2 separate regions of the Macaca mulatta genome follow, and region 2 is linked to region 1. A link is a contact called in public Hi-C data. All regions are on one chromosome and are shown on one strand. Each heading gives the region's core, a stretch centred on a gene start, on an enhancer-like site or on the middle of the called end of the contact. The rest is flanking DNA. Distances are from core to core; before and after follow the strand shown. Region 1 holds the start of VTA1 (vesicle trafficking 1). Region 2 holds the start of HIVEP2 (HIVEP zinc finger 2).

Region 1 (5,883 bases), core at 2,654-5,153:
CTCCTGATAAAATCCAAAATGACCTAACAATGGCTGCTAATATCCCAGAATAACTCCTCCCTCTTCTGAGAGCCACTGACCAACTGCTCCTGAAAAGAGACAAACTCCAGGTGACTCCCTGCATCTCCCATATACAACTCCAGGTGACTCCCTGTATCCCCCATATACAACTCCAGGTGACTCCCAGCATCCCCCTTATACAAAGTTCCACCCCCTTTCCCCCAAATTAGAATGCTCTTTTGGAACCTTTCATGCTTAGCATTTTTTTTCTTTTTTTTTGAGACAGAGTTTCGCTCTTGTTGCCCAGGCTGGAGTGCAATGGCATGATTTCGGCTCACTGCGACCTCTGCCTCCTGGGTTCAAGTGATTCTCCTACCTCAGCTTCCCAAGTAGGTAGGATTACAGGCACGCGCCACCACATCTGGCTAATTTTGTATTTTTAGTAGAGGCGAGGTTTCTCCATGTTGGTCAGGCTGGTGTTGAACTCTCGAATGAAGCATTTATTCTTTGCTCTGGCTGGTTTTCTTCAATGTTATACCAGGAAAGATAGGAAGGTCTATCCAATGCCTTAATTAATGGAGGCTTCACTGACATTGGTAATATGAATTGTCTCTTTTGTCTGGACACCTTGGAGGATTTTCCACCTTCTCTTTCAAGGCAATACAACATAAAAAACACTCAGGATGCCTGAGAGTATGCCGTTCTCCATTAAAGTGGGAGAAACACAATTGTGAACAGGATGCAGGAAAAGATAAGCAGCATATTATATACTACTTTGCTACCCTGATCACAGGAGCTTTGTCAAGATCAGTTTTTGGAAGGAAAACACGGAAGTCAAGAATTGGAAAATTGATTCCTTTGGAATTATTTGCCTACTCCAGTTTGAAGAGTGCTGGTTTAGCCCGACTAGCCCACAATTGTAAGGAAAGAAGTCACCATGAGCAGTGTTCTGTTGAAAAGCAGAATCAGACCCACAAATACAGCAGCTACAGATGTTATCAAACAGCAAATATAAATCGATATATTTAAAGTGTTCAAAGAAATAGAGTGTTTAAAACATCAGTAACAAGAAACTATCAGAAATGGCCAGGTCAATATGAAAACAAAAAGAGAGCACTCAAAAAATTAAAAGGGTTAAACAATAATATACAGGGAGGTGAAGATAGACCTCAAGAAATTACACAGAATGCAGCACAGAAAAACAGAGATTAAAAAAAAAAATGAGAGACTCAAAAGAAAAGGAAGTTAAATGGGAGAAGTGCAAAACATGTCTAATCAAAACTTTCACAAGAATAGAAATAGAAGCAACATTTGAACAAATAATAGTAGAGAAAATTTTCCAAAATTGATTAAAAACACCCATCTACAGATTTAGAATGTCAAAGTCCCAAACAAATACACAAAAAGAAATGAAAGCTTATAAAATCAGAAGGTTAAGTCCTAAGAAATTCATACATTGATAACATTTTTAAATTAAGAACTTTGGAACATCAAAGGTCTTCATAGAGTGAAAAATGAAACTGAAATGGGAGAAGATATTTACAACACATATAACAAAGGATTAACATCTAACATTATTAAGACAAGACTGTGACAGATAAATGGGCAAAAGCAATAAACAAGCATTTCAAAAGCGAATCACAAATGGTTAATTAACATATGAAAAGATGCTAAACCTCATTAAGACTCAGAGAATTGCAAATTTCGCTCCAATGAGACACTACCATTTCACACTCACCAGATTGTCAAAAATTAAAAAGTTCAATAAATCAAATGTGGTGGGCATATTAGTGTTCATTTTATTATTCCTTAAACTGCACATTATATACGCTTTCATATGCACGTTTCATAACTAAAATTGTTAAGTGTCACCTGAGCAATAAAAATATTTCTTCGTAAGCCTGATGAGAGCAGTTTCAGTGAAATACTGGGCATGAACACCAGACTGCACAGGCTGAAAGGCTCTACAAGATAAAGGCGTAAAGCTAACTTACAGACAACTATTTCAAGCTTACCTATGAGGCTGGAAAGGCAGAGCTGCAACTTTAGGGAATGTCATGGTGAGAGTTTCTGTTTTATTTTTAAATAAAGGAAACTGGATTAGGTTTAGAAACATCTAGAGGGAAAGGACGACAATGAATAAAGTGTCCCTGGTTTGTCACAAAGATACATAATACAGGGATCAGGAACAGGAATTTCCTTTAGGGATGAGAGATACTTTGTCCTTATCCTATCATTCCTGAGCCCCATCCACTCCAGTCACAATGGTCTACTTGCTCCTCCTTCCAGCAAGCCTCTACCTCGGGACTTCTACATCCTCTACGGAGAATACTCTTCCCCAGATGGTGCAAGGCATGCCTTTCACTCTTTTCTTTCCCCAAATGTCAACTCAGTGAAGTGTTCCCTGACCACTATGAAACTGAAATCCCATCTGCACTCCCTGCCACCACTACTCCTGATACTCTTATTCCTTTTCCTTGCTCTATTTGTCTTCATAAGCACTTAATACTCTACGTATGATAGACTTTATATTGTTGAAACTCTCTACCTCCATTGTATGTAAGCTCCAAAAATGCAGCAACTGCAGTCACAGCGCCTACTAATGCTTGACACAAAGGTAGCTCAATTAACACATACTGAATGAATATGGACCCTGCTTGAGAAAACTGAAGAACAAGTATAAAGGAAATGACGCTGTAAGATTTGAACAAAATGAAGTAACGCACAGAGAATAATCAATTTGTTGCCCACAGAAGAGATGACATTTGGGTTAAATCTTGAATCATGAGTTTGCGAAGTGCAAGAAAAAGGTGCACATTCCAAGAGTGGAACATGGGAGTTCTGAAAGGGCCTTGCACATTTGAGAAAGAGGGTACATTTGGAGTATGGCACAGGTAACAGTGACCAGATTTTAGCTAACCTTACAATATACACAACAAAGGACGCATTATATCCAACTTCTCAACTCTAAAAATCATTTTCTGAATTATAGTTGTTCAGTTACTTATTTTGCAGTAAAGAGTACAGAATACAAAATAAAGTTAACACAGAATTACTGGAACTATTCCCTTTACTCACTGCAAGTCTGAGCAGAGATAACCTATGTATTTTTTTAACCAAACTGTAAATTAAATGTATAACACTCAAAGTGAAAATACTGCTTTCAAAGGTCTCAACAGCAAGTATTATTCAAAGAAGTCAAAACTAAAAATTCTGTACGGTAGGAGAGAGCAGTTGGGTGGGGAAAGGGGAATGGTCAAATTCAACTGCTTATTTAGTAGCAGATACTCCCCATTTAACCATCTGAGTTTTTGAATGGGCTTGCATGCTGTCATAAGTAATCTTCACTTATTACTATGTTTTCAACTAGTCTATTGTCCTTTTATCCACATCACTACTTCTTTCGGACACTCACCTTCGTTTTAAACCTAACTCGATTTATTTTCAGGATTCCTATTTGAGACAGGAGGCTCTTGTGTGTTACACACAGAGATAAAACCTTGGAAGATCGTATTCCACAGTTCAAGAGCCCGTGTAGTCAGTACTGGAGTATTTAAGCACAAGATAGGGGAAGCAGTGGACGCCCTGGTGCTTTGGGATTCCTACTGCCAGTGGGTGGGGACCCAGGGAGTTCTCTGGGTAGGTTCGAGGTCAAAGCTCAGGTTTAAAGCCAGGGGGGCGGGGCATGCCCCAAAAACCTCGGAGAGGTGTGTGGGCCCTAAAATGCAACTGGGAAAAGAGGGGCGCGGTCACTCGAAAAGACTCACAGTAATAAGCCACCACAGGGTCCCGCTTGTCATGCTCCTGAGCCGTCCTCAGATGATGCTGTATGCTCTTAAACTGTACGGGCAGCGGGGGCAGCGATGCAAGCGCGGCCATCTCTACTCAGAACTCACCACTTCCTACTCGCGCGCCACCGACACTTCCGCTTCCGCGGGCGGTAGCGCGCACGAGCGTTCAGAGCAAATCCTGCCCACTCTTCCGTTGCTCAGCGTCGTCAAGACAACTACGGATCCCCAGCTGGGACAACCTCAGTGTGCTCGGCTCTCGGCGGTTAGAGCCCACAAAACACTGAGCGTTTTGGCGCCTGTGCCGCGCATGGCGGTAGCGCTCTCTGCTGGTAGGAGGAAGGGTTTTTGTTTTGTTTCGCTTTTTTGTTTGGTTTTTCGTTTGTGGCAAAAGGAAGGATAGAAAAGGAAAAACAAGAAAATAATGTATGTTGACTGGGAGAAAGTGTAAAGGCAAGAATCGCCTTTGGTGTCATTCAGGAATTACCACTTCCAATTAATATTCCATGTTAATATTCCATATAATAGTGTCCATTAGCAGCCTTTTTGATTTTAGAAGCTTTAATGTCAGTAATTGCATGAGAGAGAAATAATGTGTTTAAATTGTAAATTAAATTTTTCTGTGTTGACATACTGAATAAAATAATCAGATTTCGCCCCAACTTAAAACACTAAACACATGAAGCGTAAAGAAGATTGAACTTTTGTTCTCAGCTGTCTAGTATGTATTTTAGTGAATGAATAACCTGTAGATCACCTTTTTTTTTTTTTTTCCTGGAAAGTGATTAACAATTTGCAAAATATTTTCATATTTATTATCTTTTCTTAATGTAAGATAGGGTGTTTGGGACTTTTTCAACGCTGGTAACTCTTAACCATTGTACAGTAGGCATCAATTTTTCCTTCTACCCTCAATGACTTCAATTCTCTTCCACTCCTCTCCATCCCATACTTATATCCTTCAGGACTGTACACTTTATTTACTTCCTCTTCTTAATAACCTTCTTCTTTATTTTATCTCAGTCCTCAGTTTTGAGGATTCATCTTAAAACTAGTTTGCACTGAAATCACACTATCCCCAAGAGCCACAATCTCCAGCTCGGAAATTCCCCTCTGCCTACTATTTTCTGATCACTCTCTCATGCCCAGAAGAAACCGCTCCATGTCCTTATACTATCCCACTCCACATACGTTGTCTAGACCTATTTGCAAAGTCCATCATCTTATTCTGGGTCGGGCTTTCTTACTCAGTTCTGTCTTCAGGACTAAAGTTTGCCAGTCTCTCATTTGCATACATTCATGTGTACTCTTATTTGCATACCCTCATGAGCAGGGCCGAGGGAAAAATGAGAAAGTGAAGTGGTTGGAATTGGATTTTACTCTCTGATCTGCCAATATATGCTCTTTTCTTTTCTTTTCCTTTCCTTTCTTTTCTCCTTCCTTCCTCTCTTTTTTCTTTCTTTCTTTTTTTTTTAGACAGGTTCTCACTCTGTCACCTAAGCTGGAGTGCAGCACACTATCAGAGCTCACTGCAGCCTTGAACTCCTGGGCTCAAGGATCCTCTTGCCTCAGCCTCCTGAGTAGCTGGCACCACAGGCACATACCACCATGGCTAATAATTATTATTTTGTTGCCTAGGCAGGTCTTGAACTCCTAGTCTCAAGTGATACTCCTGCCGTGGCCTCCCAAAGTGCTGAGATTACAGACAAGAGCCTCATACTCTCTTCTTTCTAAATATGCTACCCCTTTCATGAGATGATAATTGATTTGATGGAGAACAGTACAGAGACAGTGTTAGTGTAACACACATTGAAATTTGGCTATGAAACAAAGTAAATATTAATGACTATGAGGTTGCTTTTTCTCGTTTTACTACGATATTTTACTAGAAAGACCTAAATTCTTCTTCTCCATTCACCTCAGACCAGTTTCTGAAGGATCTGACATCACCCTCCAGGACTGGGCTAGAACCTTGGCAAGTAAGGGGAGGGCAGAGCTGAAGGACAAAATAGGGGGTGAGGGCAACCATAGGAAGAAGAAAAGGGACAGGAACTAGAGCTGACAGGTGTTTTGATGGGAAAAAACTTTTTGTAAC
Region 2 (5,705 bases), core at 1,506-4,005, 820 kb before region 1:
GGTTATAAAGGAGATTCACTTGGAGAAGAAAAGCCATGCAGCCTTTTGGAGAGAAATCCCCAATCAGAAGGCCGTTGGGACTGACCACAGGAATAAGCAACCACAATAGACAATGCTTTCTATAAGTCCTCTGTAGGTCAGGCTCTGGAGTGGATGGTGCTGATTTGCTCCAAATCTTTAGTGGCCCTCTCTCCACTCGGGAGGTTGAGGCGGGAGGATTGCTTGAGACTGAAAGGGAGAGGCTGCAGTGAGCCAAGATCATGCAACTGCACTCCAGCCTGGGTGATGGAGCAAGACCCTGTCACCAGAAAAAAAAAAAAAAAAGAAAAAAAAAGGATTCTTCCCAGCAGAGAGGATGTCACCTAGTTACGCATATTCATAATAGTTTTACTTTACTTCAACTCAATGCAGGTTATCTTCTTTCCATCGTCATGACTCTGAAACAAAGTAATTATTTAAAATTTGTCAAATTTTGACTAAAACTCTGTTCAGGGATCCTCTTTGAAGGTGGGATCAAATCATCAAAATAGATGTATATCTGCCTGGTTTTCCTTAAAAAATATTTTAACTAACGACTGGAGTATCTTAATATTCCCATTATTCTCTTTAGTCTTTTAAAGAGGTATTCAACTAACATTCATTCTAGTGAAGTAAAACACTGCCTGCTACTTGCCTTTGCTTAGTTTCTGGGAGCTTGGGCAGCTGCTGTTGTGTTTGTTGAAGGGAAACTGGATTCTTAAAGAAACTGCTTAATCTTCTCTATTAAGCAATTAAATAAAACGCTCTCTGGGAGTATGTAGCAGGTGGGTTTGAAAGTGAAAAAAATTTCAAAAATTACATTTTGTGCGTTAAATGGATGTTTAAAATGCAACGGCATACATTTAAAAGAAAATGATGATTGGGACAGTTTTTTAAATTAAAGCCTTCAAGTTGAAAAAGACTGGATATTGAAGAACCTATACAATGAAAGAAGAAGTTGCTTAAGTGGAAGTAGGCACTGAATTTAAATGAGATCAACCTAAGAGGAGGACGAAGTGAAACTTACGCCAAATTGTTCAGATTTTTCTCCTCTGAGAAAAAAAAATCGGTTAAAAAAATGTATCACCGCTTTATTTGGCAGAGTTGCCCTTCACGGCACTGTTGCCATAGCATAGGGACCTCAGAAATACACTGATTGTAGGCCAGAATGAACAACAAAACAAACCCGGAACCAGCGGCGCTATTCTCGCAGGCATTAAGGGGCTGCCCTTCCTTTGTAATGCATTCATTTTTAATGAAAAGGGAAGGGGATATTTTATATGTCCTGACATTTGGTCCCTTTCCGCGAAATTTGAAACTCGAGACACAAAACATTCCGCAGTTGTTGGTGAAGTACCTGCTTTAAAAGCAGAACCACAGTTATTGTCTTTGGCCCGGAATTCCTGAGACTCATTTCCACCCCTCCCACGGAGTCACCTGCTCAGGGGGAACCCCGGCCAGAAAGCCGGGTCGCACCAGGTCAAATCTTGCGCGTCTCTTGTTTACTCCGCCCCGGGCAGGGCGGCGGCGCGGCCGGGGGGTGGGGAGGACGGATGGGAACTGCGGCGCCCTGGGCGCTCGGCTTGGCTCCGCAGGGCGCGGGGACTGGGGCGCCCGGGAGGGGCTGCGCGCTGTCCCCGCTCGGCCGGGAGACCACCCGGAGGAGGCACTCCGGGCACCGGCCCGGCCCAGCAGTCACTGGTCGCGCTCGGGCACCGTGGCCGCCTGGGAACCTCCCCTGAGGGTGCACACCAGTCCACATAGGCAGGGTAACGGCCCGAGGGAGCCCCGGTGTCCCCCGGGTGTCGCCCGGCCTGGGAGGAAGCCCAGAGCTTCGGCACCCACTCGCCTGGGATTCTCCGCCCCCCGGCCCCGCTCTCCCAGGGCTGGGTGTGATTTCAACTCCGGTCCCTTCCGTGGAGAGGGAAGTGCACAGGCTGAAGGTGGCAGCTCGCCCCGAGGTTCCAGCGCGGCCCACCAGGAAACCGGCAGCTGCTCCTCGCGCCGCTGCCCACACCTATTTGAATTCCCCGGCGAGGGCGGGCCGCGGTCCCAGAGCTGGGGGCCCCGGGGGCACCCTGGTGAGTGACCCCAGAGAAGGCAATTCGGGCGTTTAGAGCACGTGAAAAGTTCGCGCGCCCGCAGGGGCAGGGAAAGTGCTAGTAAAACACTGCGAAGCTCCAGAAACGCAGCCAGGAGCCAGTCTGATTTTGCTTTTCTTTATCGGTAATTGTGAGTAGAGGCAGGGGCGAGGAGAGGCCAGGGTTCCGGAGTACTGGGACTAAATCTAAGGACACTACTAATTATACAATTCCGTTCGTCAGGAAGGCAGACGACGATTCTCTGGGAAATGGGGAAGGGGTGGGGACGGAGGAGGTTTCCACATCCTTAGAGAAAATTCTCAGGCTCCTAGAGATGCCCAAGTTTTTTTGCATGACAAGCAGACACCGACTCTCCGGGGAGTTCCCCGCTCCGACCGAGCGAGTGCGCGGCCGCGATCTCCCTGCCCGGAGCGGCAGCCGTGGGGCCGGGCCCTGCCCTCCCGACCGCCTCCCTCCCCCGTCCCCCGCGCGCCGCACATCCCTCTCTCGCTCGCTGGCTCCAGACTGGTTTTTCTGGTTCAGCCTCCCTCCCTGGGACGCGCTGGGGGATCCGATGACGTCGCTGGCTGAGTCTCTCCCTCTTCCTCCCTCCCTCCCTCCCTCCGCCTCTCCCCCCAGTCCGCCCTCGCCGCGCACTCCTCCTAGTAACTTCTGTTCGGGGAGGCGCTGCCAGGAATAACCCGGTGCGTCCACAGCCCGGGAGGGGAGGCGGCCGCTGCGGCTCCCGCACGCAGACAGCTGCGGCCCGGGCCTCGCGGCTCCCGCCTGAGTCCGGCGGCTCCTACCCCGGGCCCATCTCCGTACAGTGTCAGAAAAATAAATAAAGGCAAGAGGAGCCTGGGCTGGCGGTCGGGATCTCTTCCCTCCCTCCGCGCCCGCCCTCCCTCTGTCCTTAAGGAAATGCTACCAGACACCCCCCACCAGACACGCTCAGCCTTGGCGAGGAGCGGCCGCCGCGGCAGCAAGAACAAGGGCACCAGGGGGGTTTCCTCCCCCTCCTCCTCTCCCTCCTCCTCCTCCCCGTCCTCCTTCTCCTCCTCCTCAGCGGTGACTTTCCAGGTGAGCGGCCGCCGCGGCTGCGAGGATCCCCCTCGCCCGCTCGGGCTTGGGCCGCCGCGTCGCGACCTCCTCCCGCCCCTGTCACCCGGCGGCGGCCGGGAGCTGACAGCCGCCCGAGGGGCTCGCGGCCCGGAGGCGGGCGGCCGGCGGGAGGCGGGCTGGAGGTGAGGGGGTGGAGAGGAGGAGAGCAGGGCGCCGCCGAGCGCCGTCGCTCCCCGGAGGAGGGTCTCCGCACAAACATCTTCGGTGACTGTGGCACAAGTCTTTGCCAAGTTGTGTCTTGGACCTTGACGCTCCCCGGAGCCCAGAGCAACTTGGAGGGTCTCCCGGCTTGTTCACAGCGTTCCTCCACGTCTCGCCTCTGGGGTGCTGGGTGCAGCCTCGGGGTGCGCGGTGGGCGGACCGGCCACCGCGAGAGCGGAGCGGCGGGAATCTAGGTCCCTCCTCGGCTCGGTAAGTGGCCTGGGCGCTGGGTTTTTCCTGCCTCCTTCGGCGCTGGTAGCTTGTTTCACTTTATATTGGAATCGCCGCCGCCTAACTCCGTTCCCCGCTCCCCGGCGCGTGCCCCTAGCCCCTTCCCGGTGGCCGAAGGGTGAGGGTCGGAGGGGGCGGGGATGGGGGGAGACCGTGGGAGGGGTGTCGGGCGCGTGGGGAAATGCGGGGAATACCCTGGCCGCGGATCTATGCAGATGAGGAGAGGCTGCTTTGCGTAATGTCCTGGGGGGAGGGGGCCGCGCGGGAGCGCTGGAGGCAGGAATGTGCCTGCTTACTAATGAGCGACGTGCACCGGCGCGCACGGCCCGGCCACCGCTGCGGCTGCGGCGGCCGGCGGGGGCCCGTTGTCAGGTAGCGGGGGAGGGGGCCGCGGCGCGCGGCGCGGGCGGCCGGGCTGGCGGGCGGCGCGAGGCCCGGGCCGCCGGCCTGCGGCCGAGCGAGCGCAGCGAAGGCGCTGGCTCTGGGCATTTCAGTGACTCCCTTTACCTCCGAGGCAAGGAAGGAAAGAAGGAGAGAAGGAAGGAAACGAGGAAGGAGGGGACTGTCTCGATGGAAGGTTCAGGCGGAGGCGCCCTCGCCTTGCGGGTGCACCGGCCGCAGAGCGGCTCTGGCAGCTGCCGGCTGGACCCGCGCGCGTGGAGACGGGTGGGGGCGGTTTGCATGCGTGTTTGTCTGTGCGTCTGGCCGGGGATCGGGAAGGGACATGTGTGTTTGGGCTGTGCACTGTGGGGAGCTGGGTCTGCGCCTTTATGTCTGTTCCCTGAAGTGGGTGGAACGTTGGCCCGTTCCGGGAATGTTCCATGACGTGGTGCAGCCACAGGAAGGGGGTTAACGAGGGGCTCTCTGCCGCGGCAGCACTGCCGGCTGCTATCAAAGCAGATGTGCTGCTGCTCCTCCTCCTCTTTCACCTCCTTTCACCCCCACCCCCCGCCTTTCCATTCTGTGCCTCTGGTACTGGTAGGGGTGAGACAGGAAAACATTGCTCTGGGTGTGTGCGTGTGTGTGTGTGTGTGAGTGAGAGGTTGGGGGAGGGGGTGCTGATGTGCATGTGTGGGGTCTGTCATATTTGTTGGTGGGGTGGGGGGGGTAGACTCCAGATCCGTTCTGCTACCCCAGCTGTTATCACAGATCGGTGCGCCTTATACGCATGTGCCTCCCGCGTTTGGTCCTTCTTACATAACACATCCAGTGCAGCAGAGGACATGAGAAAATGCGACCCCAACCCTCCAAACCCAAATTGGGTGAGGGGATAGAAGGTCAGGAAGCGTCCCTGGGTGTTGTCCTTCAGGGACTTGGTTCCTAGTTGGGGAAAGGAAGAAGGGAAGGAGGGTTTCTTCAAGTGGCTCCTGTCATCTCTGACTTAAAAGCATCTAACTAAAAAGGACTGCAGGCACTAGTCCTCCCTAACGGGAGAGCTTGTAACCTGCTACACCAAGGGAACGGGGGCAATTTAACCTCGGGAGTGCGGAGAAGAGAGAGGGTCCTTAATCAAGACACTTGGAGGAGAGGAGCAATAATGAGTTGGCGGCAGATGGGGGGCGCTGGGGATGACTTGGAGGAGACCAGAGGAATCTCTTGATAATAGGTTTCACTGGAGGCCTTAGGACACCTGTAATGGCTTAGCATTCACACAGGAAGCTGTGTGTGCAACTGACATTGCAAAACCCTTATTCTCTGCAGAGTTATTTAGGCCTAAAATGAATATAGAAAGGCTTATTTCCTGTACTTTCATTATAATGGAAAATTTGAACTGATTTTTCTCCTTCATTTTCTGCCGTTTAAAAAATAACTCAGTTTACCTCCAAATGAATATTGGTACTCGCCCCCAACCCTAAAGCTAGACCTCAGTAATTCACGAGAGAACTGTTTTTCTAGCATACCCAGAGCCCTAGTCAAGGGCTATTGATTTTTCTCTTCAGTACAGTTGTTTCTTTTGTAGTGCATAATCAAGCCCAGAAATTACTTGAAATATTAATAAGATCCATTTTAATTAAATTTGCAATGAGCTGTCCTCCTAGAAAAAGGCCATTT

The links. A called contact is a pair of places that touch in the nucleus more often than the background predicts.
Region 2: a contact with region 1 is called in a Hi-C map of fetal cortical plate, with 3 times the contacts expected there. The contact joins the promoter of HIVEP2 here to the promoter of VTA1 in region 1. A contact is called at or near these places in 2 of 14 Hi-C or Micro-C datasets (fetal cortex germinal zone and fetal cortical plate).

What each region holds. Positions count from the first base shown.
Region 1 is chr4:47,371,159-47,377,041 of T2T-MMU8v2.0, reverse strand. VTA1 (vesicle trafficking 1) reads right to left here and starts at 3,903. Exons shown (of 8, transcript NM_001261520.1): 1 at 3,768-3,903. The coding sequence starts at 3,879. It also overlaps a transcript of NMBR not described here.
Region 2 is chr4:48,189,066-48,194,770 of T2T-MMU8v2.0, reverse strand. HIVEP2 (HIVEP zinc finger 2) reads left to right here and starts at 2,755. Exons shown (of 11, transcript XM_077999484.1): 1 at 2,755-3,179.